2 separate regions of the Mus musculus genome follow, and region 1 is linked to region 2. Evidence: chromatin contacts called from public Micro-C data. All regions are on one chromosome and are shown on one strand. Each heading gives the region's core, a stretch centred on a gene start, on an enhancer-like site or on the middle of the called end of the contact. The rest is flanking DNA. Distances are from core to core; before and after follow the strand shown. Region 1 holds the start of Agap1 (ArfGAP with GTPase domain, ankyrin repeat and PH domain 1). Region 2 holds the start of Gbx2 (gastrulation brain homeobox 2).

The links. A called contact is a pair of places that touch in the nucleus more often than the background predicts.
Region 1: a Micro-C map of embryonic stem cells shows a contact between it and region 2, with 2.0 times the contacts expected there. The contact joins the promoter of Agap1 here to the promoter of Gbx2 in region 2. A contact is called at or near these places in 5 of 39 promoter capture datasets (hippocampal neurons, liver, neutrophils and 1 more), 7 of 484 Hi-C or Micro-C datasets (embryonic stem cells, macrophages, stem cell-derived neural progenitor cells and 1 more), 5 of 115 datasets of contacts at active chromatin or transcription factors (bone marrow-derived macrophages and embryonic stem cells) and 1 of 9 other capture datasets (adipose tissue).

What each region holds. Positions count from the first base shown.
Region 1 is chr1:89,451,357-89,456,368 of GRCm38.p6, forward strand. It overlaps Agap1 (ArfGAP with GTPase domain, ankyrin repeat and PH domain 1), which reads left to right and starts at 3,455. Exons shown (of 18, transcript NM_178119.3): 1 at 3,455-4,236. The coding sequence starts at 4,074.
Region 2 is chr1:89,927,590-89,932,706 of GRCm38.p6, forward strand. Gbx2 (gastrulation brain homeobox 2) reads right to left here and starts at 3,587. Exons shown (of 2, transcript NM_010262.3): 1 at 2,644-3,587; 2 at 373-1,554. The coding sequence starts at 3,166. The coding sequence ends at 1,031. LOC102637806 reads left to right here and starts at 4,486. Exons shown (of 4, transcript XM_030244408.1): 1 at 4,486-4,559; 2 at 5,020-5,097. The coding sequence starts at 4,516.

The DNA of each region.
Region 1 (5,012 bases), core at 2,205-4,704, 480 kb before region 2:
TTTGAGAGTCATCACATCTCACGAGACTAAGAGTACCTCTCATCAATGGACTTTCAATTACTGCTTTAAATGTCTGGAAGGACCATTGCATGAGAAATAATCAGAGTGTTTGGCTGTATTTACTGGAGAGGAGTCAGTAAGAGCCGAATGAATATTTCCGGGGTAGTGTTGATAAGAGAGCTTTATCCAGCACCTACTATGTGCTGGACATGATGAGTGGACCCTGACAGCAGCACTGAAGAAGCCTGTCTTCATGACCAATGAAATTTAATGGGGAAACCATTTCTTGGACACCTACTCTCTATTGGGCACTGCTCCAGGGCCTGAGGATGGGATGGCAGATAAAACAGATGGAATTGTAGCCTTCAGGAACCTTACACCCGAGTTAAGCAAGTAAAGAGTTGTGAGTTAGGTGGGATATGTGGAAAGAAGAAAATTGAGCCAGTGTACTGGTACCCTTTACAACTATAAAACAATAGTCCAAGGCGATGATCCCACGGTTCTAAAGGTCAGAAGTCAAAAGCATGTTGACAGAGCTCTGTCCCTTCTAGAACTTATAAGACAGCTGAGACATCCTTAGAAACTAGTGCTCTTTTTACCCACAAGGAGGTGAGGCACTAGTATTGGTGAACTGGGATGCCACTTTGCACAGGGTATCAGGGAAGGTCTCCTGAGAGGGTGGTTTTACAGTGAATACATACAGGAAACGATGAGGCTGGTGAAGGTTTTGGGGGAAGATGCTCCTGTCACCAGGTGTTCTCAGAGCACATCAAGGAGGTCAGGGTGCCTGGAGAGGATAGGACAGAGTGGAAGCAGAGGTGGTCTAGTGAGAGGGTGAATTGTGTCCCTTGGACACCCATGAACCTCTAAGTTCCATGACCCTCAAACGGGACACATTAAGAGATTGACTCTCTAAAGAGGCATCCAAGTGACGATGAGGTCAACAGGGCTGGCCCTGATCCAACAGGACTGATGTCATTCAATGAAGAGATTAGAGTGTAGACGTAGAGGACACTGGGCAAGGACGCAGGGGTAAAACGCTTGTCTCCGAATTGGGGAGGGGCCCACAGGAGAAGCCAACCTCGCTGACACCTGGATCTTACACTTCTGCTGTTTGAGCTGTGTGGTCTCTGGTGCTCTGACATAGTGGCTAGTGCTCCTGAGAAGAGGGTCGGTCCTGAAGCCCAGAGTTCCGTCTCTTCTGACATGGGTCGTCTCTGCTCTTCTCTGAAGGACATGGACTCTTATGGCCAGGGTTTTGCTCATACAGAGCCACCCTGTGTCACCTGGCCCCTGATACAACCCTGTGTGACTTGGAAGTCAGTTCATGGGCATATAAAACCACCACTACTCTGTCCACTGTTGTTGCTATGAATAATGGAGTCTTGTGTCTTCTAATCAGTCCCTTGGGATTGTGGTAGACCAATTGACAAGCTTAGTAGGATAATGCACACTGGAGATGCAGCTCAGATGAGGAAAGAAGATCAGAATTCAAGGTCAACCTTGGCTAAACAGCAAGTTTGAGAGTAGCCAGAGATATGTAAATCTCAAAATAAAAACAAACACAAGCTGTGGAAATGGAGACTCTACCCAGCTTGTGGTATGCATGCAAGCCAGGAGGGCTGGGGGAGCCAGGGAGGATGGGTGGCGTTGGAGGGAGAGCTGTGACCAGAGGAGAGCCATGGCCTAGAGGCTCACTAGAACTACTTTCTTGAGACTGGTCAATGAGGAAACAGGAAAAGGGAAGATGCCTAGGTTAGGTCTCATTCACTAATCCGAGACTACATAATGAAGCCTCAGCAGGATGACAGAAAGCGAGAAGATTCTGGCTCCGTCCAAAGGCAGAGCTGACATTCTGGGATCTAAGAGAACAAGGGAAGAAAAGACCACACACTGCATTTTCAAATTAGTGAACAAAGGTCTGTACTGCCTCGGACTGGGGTGGGAAGAGGTTCACAGGTATGGGGAAGATGTCTGATTTTTATTTTGTTATTATATTTTTAAAGCAGAGTCTCACCTTGGGTCCACAGCAATCCTCTGGTTTTAGTCTCTTAAGTGCTGAGACTACAGGATGTCCAACAGGAGAAAAGTCATGTTCAATCCAAAAGTTGGATGTGATGAGGAGGGGACAGGTGGATAGGTCTGGGACAGAAAATTTAGTGTCATCAACCTCTATATGATATTCAAAGGCATAAGAGAGGCAAATAAAACAGGTCTAAGGTTGACTCCCAGCATCATCCATATTTAAACCTTAGAGAAGTACAAAGGAACCCCCAAAGAGATTGAGAAGCCAGATGTGAAGCAGGGGAGTCCTGGAACTATTTCACAAAGAGTTGGGGTTTCAAGGTGGAGTAGGGACGAACAGTAGAATGAACCCACATGCCAGCATCTCTATTAGTGTTTCTGCTAAGGACGAAGATAGAGGCAAGGCACAGAACAAGCCAGGGCCTCTGCTGTGTTAGGGACAAGGAAGGCTGAACAGTACACTGGCTTGAGGAACACTGGAACTCGGAAGAGTTCCAAGAACCAAGAGCTAGGCTGCCTGGGGCCCTGGGCTGCCCATTAGCTTGCATTTGAACCAGGTAAAGCCCAGGGCATTTGAATCAGGAATGTGGGCTGTTTATAAAACACCCCTGCATGGTGAGACAGTGCATAGACCCAGGACCTTTACGGCCTCGGACTCGTCCTGGATCCTTGGAAATCTACAACAATCTAATTCATTTGGAGTCGTTGGCATGAGCTCTCAGCTGCAGTGCGGTCTAGCTTCATGGGCTCCTGGACTGGGCTAAAGTGGGGTTAGTGTCGGGCGCTCGGAGGGCTGCGGCGTGGAGGTTACAACTCAGTTGTGCAACATTTTCGTGGAAAAGCCTAGAAGCCCCCGTGGAATTCCGTCTCACCTACCACCCCAGCCTCAGGTTTAGTTTATTGATGAAGCGTTGGACTCCCGTGTATCCCATGGGAAGGGAAGTAACTATCCTGCTGGGTTTAGAAAGGAGGCAGAAAGTTGCCAGACGGGGGGAGGGGACCCCGCGCGTCGCAGAGGTTCCTTAAGCGCTCAACTGGCAAACAAACAAAAGCGCGGGCGGGCGGGCGGGCTCGTGCGCCACCTTCCCCGTACAGAGGCGCGGGGGCTGGCACGGGGCAGTAGGGATAACCGAGAGGGACCAGGGCTCTCAGCTCGCAGATCCGCGGGCTGTAGCGGCATCCGGACGTCCCGCGGGGCCCGCCCAGTGCGCTGCGACGCGATCGCACAGCGCACCCCACGCGCGCGGGCCGGCCGGCGTGATGGACTACAAGTCCCAGCAAGCCCAGAGGCAGCGCGGGGCGGGGTCTGGCGCAATTCCCCGGGATCCGGCGCGCTGGGAAGCGCCGCCGAGGACGCAGCGGCGGCCGGAGGGCGGCGAGCGCAGGCGGGGGCGGGGCCGACGTGGGCCAGAGCCCTGCGTGCCAGGGAGGGGGCTGGCCGGGCAGCGGCGGGCGGCGCTCGGAGCGGTCTCCGCGGCTGGCAAGGCGCCTACAGCTCGGTCCCGGCTTGGCGGACGGCGCAGGGCAGCTGAGGGCCCCGGCCCGCGCGGTAGCGCGGCACTCACAAGCGCGCGGACCCAGCCGCAGCCGTGCGCCCGGAGCAGAGCGGCCACTGCCCGGGGGCCTCGGCCCCGGCGCTCGCAGCGCCGTGCTGCCTGCGCTTTAATGGCTGCTCGGCCGGCCGGCGTGTAGGGGTGCGGGCGGCTGCGGCGCGGGAAGGCGCCCGAGCGAGCCTCCTCCGCGGCCGGCCGCGCTCCATGGCGCCGCGGTCTTCCCGGACGGCCCGCTGACCCGGGACGCTGGTCCCTGCTATGAACTGAGCCCCTCTACTGCTTCATCCTCAGCGTTCTTTTCTTTTTCTTTTTCTTTTTCTTTTCTTTTCTTTCTTTCTTTCTTTCTTTCTTTCTTTCTTTTTTTTTTTTTTTGCGCCTCCTCGGCTCCGTGCTCCCCGGGGGCTGCGGCGCCCCGGGTCTCGGTGGCCCGCGGGGCTCCGGGGCGCGGGGCGGCGACGACGGGGGGCGCGCGGCTTTGGGCGCCGCGCCTGCACCATGAACTACCAGCAGCAGCTGGCCAACTCGGCTGCCATCCGGGCCGAGATCCAGCGCTTCGAGTCGGTCCACCCCAACATCTACTCCATCTACGAGCTGCTGGAGCGCGTGGAGGAGCCGGTGCTGCAGAACCAGATTCGGGAGCACGTCATCGCCATCGAAGGTGAGGGCCAGGCCGCCCGGGGCTTCTGGAAAGCGCGGGGGAGCGGGCGCCCCTGGCGCGGCGGGGTGTGTGCGCGCGTGTGTGCTTGCGTGTGTACACACGCGGCTGCCCGGCGGAGAGAGCACTGCGGTGCCTCTTGTCCCGCAAGGCCGGCCAGTCAGCCAGGGAAGATGGGTTGTCAGCGTTCATTTGATAATGGACAATGGAGTCTCTCCTGTGAGAAAGTGGCACGGTGCTGCTACGTCCGGGGCGGCCCGCAAGCCCCGTCCGGGCCCAGCAGACGCCTGGGGGCAGCTGCTTGGGATGGCGCCACTGGATCCCTGACAGGTTATCAGGCCCGGCCTGAGTGTCTTTCGTGGACGTTGAAGATGTGTTTTGAGAAGCGCTGCTGCTGGGGATGCTGTTCCGGCCAGCTTATTCAGTTGCTTCATGGCTGGCTACCCCCCCCCCCCTCCAGTTCGCGGATACAGGGGAGGTGGCACATGTAGGAAGCCAATGGGACCCAGGCAGTATCATGCCCCAGTGCTGATCGGACTGGCGTTGTACAAACGCTGGCCGTTTTGTACTAAAATCCTGAGGCAAATTATAACCCTTCTTGGGAGGCAGGACACCTTGATACTGTCTTGCTGAAAGGGGCACTTTAATCCGTCGGCTACTTGGGAGCCACCCAAGGGGCGGAAAAGTGGATGATCTTGCTGCCTGTAAGCCTGTGTTTGCACAGAACACTGTTTTGAGCCCCCAGTGTCAGGCAAGGCAGTATCCCTGCAGGGGAGGAT
Region 2 (5,117 bases), core at 2,337-4,836:
GGAGTTTCTTCTAAGGAAACGCGTTTCTTCCCTGGCTGCATCGGATTTGGAGCCCCTGTGTCTGTACAAACCCACTACTACCCGAGCTTGCTTTCCCTCCTCTTCCGGCCAAAGTTTGCCAGTCCCCAGGCTATAATAGATAAAGACATGCAAAAAGAGGACATGCAAGATTCCTAAGATGAAAACTAGGCTTCCTTAAACTCACAGTTTTCCTCTCCAATTAAAAGCCTGTTCAGGTGCTACTTGGCTTATGGCCAGTAAGCCTCCATCCTGGTCGCAAGTCACTTAGCTGACCACACATTGGTAGTGCCCTCGAGGTGCCCAGGTGGTGGGCACTCTAACGAGGCCCCAAGGATTAAGCTTATAGTTTTTCCTTGCCTTTTTTTTTATTATTCACAAGACTGAGATTGTTTAAATGTCATAACTTATATGAAAATAAGCTACATTGAAATAAATTAAACACAACGGAGACGTGCTTCCGACATGGCTCAGATAGGATATACAAGGCCAGGAAAGACAGCCAGGCAAAGCAAACGAGCAGAGCAGAGTTCTAGATTGCTCCAAAATCAACCGACTGCTCTGCACTCAACTCAAAAAGCCAAAATAGAAACAAACAAACAAAAAATAACAATAAGAAGGTTAAACCGCAGTGTTTGTCCTTGTGTCTCCTGTTTACCTTTGGGCACGTATGGGAAGGTGGTCGCTGAAGGCGACAGAGTACAGTGGTGGTTTTGTTTCATCTGGAAAGTGTAAGGAGAGAGATTTGATCCTATCCCTTTCAAAACACTGCAGCTGAGATCCAGTCTAGATAGAGATCTATGTACAAAGTAGGGTTGTATAATAAATATTTAGTGTATCTTCTGGTGTGGCTGTAGCCCCCTTTAAGCCCGTCTAATGAATATACTCTCAATTTGCTTGGATGTCCACATCTAGGAGGTGCCTCTGAGTTCTGCTTTAAACAGTGGAGTCTGACACGGGTTCCTTCAGGTGTTAGGGCCTCTCCATGGTGGTGTCCACCCTGGCTGGGCCCTCAGGGTCGGGCCTGCTCCAGCTGCTGGTGTTGACTTCGAATAGCGAACCTGCTAACGTGAACAGGGATGGGGACGACAATCTTGGGGTTCCGAGAGGGCTCCCCCGTCTTGGAATTGGCGTTGCCTGCCTTGACACGTTTCCACTTGGCCCGGCGGTTCTGGAACCAGATTTTTACTTGCACCTCGCTGAGTTTGAGGGCGTGGGCGATCTGTGAGCGCTCGGTCAGGGAGAGGTACTTTTTGCAGTGGAATTCTTTCTCCAGCTCCAGCAGCTGTTCGCTGGTGAAGGCAGTCCGCCGCCGCCGGTTCTTGCCTGTGGACGTGGTGCTGCCTGCTGCACCGCCGCTCTGCGGGGTCTCCTCCAGTGCGTGGCCGGGGTCTTCTTCCTTATGAGCAGTCTGACCAGGCAAATTGTCATCTGAGCTGTAATCCACATCGCTCTCCAGAGAGAAGCTCTCCTCCTTGCCCTTCGGGTCATCTTCCACCTTTGACTCGTCTTTCCCTTGCCCTCGGACAGCCCCGACTGAAAGCAAAACCAAACGGCATTTTATTACATTTTGAACACTGCCTTCCCCAGTCCCTTCCCACTTGGGCACCTCACCCCTATCTCCCCCCAGCAGATTGTCTTTCTACCACATTAACACATTGCGATTTCCTGGCCTTTGAGGAAGGGGGTGGGGGGAGCGTGAGAAAAAGCTCAAAGGAGAGGAGGAGACAGTAGAGGCGACGGCCCTTTGCCCAGAACCATCACTCAAGGGGCTGCCATGTCTCCCGCTCACCCTCCCAGCCTCTAACAGCTTAAGTATCAGGATGCTGCTCGGACCTGAGGCCCAAGAGAATATCCCCTTTGTTTCCCTGGGGTCCAGGACTGTTTGAAGACCAAGGGGGAGTTCATGATCCTCCCCACCACCATCTGAACAACTAAAATTAAGTGAGCCTCAATTTCACAGCAGATGTGAGTGGTGTAGGGCCGATGCCAGCCCGCAGCTTTCTTGAGACATATCATTTGTGTCTCCTTAGGAGAAGTTTTCCACCCTAGAGTTCCTAGTGCGTGCATGTACACACACACACACACACACACACACACACAGAGAGAGAGAGAGAGAGAGAGAGAGAGAGAGAGAGAGAGAGAGAGAGAGAGAGTCTCGCAGGAATCTGATTCTCTTGGATGAACAGAGAACCCAGTGAAGATATTTGAGTCTGGACTCTATTGGGTACATATGCAACTGAAAAAAGAAAAAAACCAGCCCAATAAGGCCTCTCTTTAAGGTTGCAACACACCAAGGACCCTCAATAATCACAGCGTGTGTGTGTGTGTGTGTGTGTGTGTGTGTGTGTGTGTGTGTGTGCCAAACACGCCACCAGATGTGTGGCCTGGAGTAGCTAGCAGGAGAGCTCTAAACGCCTCCTTTCCCCAGGATCCTGCTTGTTGCTTGGCGTTAAATGCCCCATTGGAAAGCTCCGGTGGGCATCACCGCAACTCCTCCAGCTATTCCCGCAGAGGTCGGGCGGGGGCGCGGCCTCGTCCCCCGGGTCTCGGCGGGAACCCGGAGCTGGCCCGCCCCCACTCCCTCCCGTCCCCGCGTTCCGGCTGCGCGCGCCGCCGACTCACCGAGCGACGCCTGCACCGCTTCGGCCGCAGAGAAAGCGAGCAGCGAGCCCTCCTTGGCCAAGAAGGCTTTGCCGTCTTCCGCATCCGCTTGGAGCGCCTCGGCTTTGTCGAAGTTGCCGCCTCCGGGCAGTGGCTGTGGAGCGAACTTGCGGGCAGCCGCCGCCTCTTGGTGCTGGGGCGACGCAGAGAAGCCGCCGGGCAGAGTGGCCATGAGCGTGGAGGTGAGCGCCATGCCCTGCGCCAGGCTGGAGCAGAAGCCGGTGGGCAGGCTGGGGATCTGGTGGTGAGGGTGCGCGGGCGGCAGAGCGGGCTGCAGCGCTGCCTGGGGCAGCGCGGGAGGCGGTGGCGGCGGTGGCGGCAGCACCACCGGCCGGTAGGGCATGAACATGGGGTAGCCGGTGTAGACGAAATGGCCGGGACTGGGCTGCGGCGGGCTGCCGATCAGCGAGTCTATGCTGAAGGCGGTACTACTCCCCAGCGGGCGCTGCATCATCATCAGCGACGGCGGGAACGCTGCGCTCATAGACGCGTTCGGGAGAAGCCAGGGAGAGACGAAAAGTCCCCGTGTCCCGCCGCCGCCTGGAAGCCCTCCGGACGCTGGGAGTACCACCGGGAACTCCGGGCAGGGGCTGAGCGGTGCCCAGAGCGCAGACGCCGCCGCCGCCCCTCAGTGCAGGACCCGCAGCATACCCGGCCTGCACGGGTGCAGCCACCGAGCGCGATGAGGCCGTGCGCCCGGGATGGAGAGGGCGCCGGGGACCTCGCGTTCGCCGGAACCGCTCCCGGCTGCTAGCCCGTCGGAACGCGCGCGCTTCGCGTCTGCAGGTCTCGGCCCAGCTACCAGCAGTGCGTGCGTCCGTCCGTCTGTCCGTCCTGCAGTCCGTCGTCTCCCACGGGCGGCTGGGGAGCGCGCGAAGCCGGCGCACTTGTCTCTGGCGGGCGCCGCCAGCACCTTTAAATCGCGCTCCTCTTTCTCATTCACATTTTGCCAGCTGCCCAGCGGAGCTCGTGTCACGTGGGACCGAGCACCAACTCCTATTTGCTATTCAGGGGAAGGCGGGGCGAAATTAGGGCTCCGCCCCCTTCACCCAGGCGGGCCGCAAATGGGCTACCGGCGCCACGGTTGGAGCGTGCTGGCCTGGGAGCTGGAGCCTTTGCACCGCGCGGAGCAAACTTAAGAGGGACCCTTGCTACCTACCCGACTCAGACCCTAGAGTCCCTGGCATCCCTGTGGAGGCCTCATGAGAGGCGGCTTGGAACTGGCACCCGCCACCGATGGGCCGGGAGTGTTTTACTACAGCAGAACCCTGTGTGATGCTCACCTTAACCAGGGGCGCTCTGGTTGTGCCAAGGGTCCGGGCAAGGTCTCCGGATAGCGTTTAAGGTCTTGCCTCTGCAGGTCTGCTCCCAGAGGTGCGCCTGGGCCTGTCAGCCCTTGCTCACACGACACGGAAGCTGAATGGTTGCTTGCGGCCCGCTGGTGGCAGCGGGGCGGCCGGCGGTGGTCTCCCTCATTCCTGGTTGGGCCCTCCGTGAGCGATCCCTGCTCATTTTTCATGACATTCTTAATCATCGCACCTATTTACCCACTTTGCCAGCGTACACCAAAATAACAGCCACGATAATTATGATAATAAAGCGAGTCTTTTATCTGCTCCATCTTCAGGGAGGAATGGGGGGGGGGGTTGCGACGCCTCTGGATTGTATAACGTGAGATTATCCTGATGAAAGCTTTATGATGTTTGCTCAAATAAAAGCTGCGTTTTGTAAATAGGCACTAATTAAGCACGTTGGCAACGGAGGGAGCTCTCACCCTGGCTCTGCGCAGCGCGAGGACTCCTGGGCACGCGGTTCCCCTTTGCGGACTGCTGGATGGAGCTGAGTCCCTCAAGATATTTCCCCTGTTCTCGACAATGGTAAAAAGCCGGGAATTTGGGGGTTAGGAGATTGGAGGGATTGCGGCGAAAGGAAAGTAGGCATTTCTGGTCATCTTTTCTTATGTTGAAACAAACTTTCAAATCTTGTGTTCCTTTTAAAATGGGATCCTTTCGTGGCGAAGGCAGATCCTGCCAAGCGCGTTGGGCTTCCTCGGGTCCCCCTGCCTGTTCTTCAGATTCCTTGGTCTAGACGTCCTTTCGGAACTGCTGACAGCACCAGGCCAAGGAGCAAAGGAGGGCATTGTTATATAGGTCATTAAAAAATCAGTTCACCCGGAAGAGCTCTGGCTGGGGAGTTGGCTCATGTTGGACGTGTGTTATGTATCACAAGCACATTTAATTGGGAGATAAAGATAAATCGATCTTTATGAATTTATCGACCCGATTCTTTGAAGCTCTTCTTTCTCGGTCTTCCTCTTTCTCCCGCTCTAACCCCAAGGTCCCCCGGGGACGTCTCAATCCTAGAGATCTTCTCGGGCCAAGAATCTTGCCAGAGAGCAACTGCCCACCCAGAGAGGTAAGAGGGGACGATGAGTC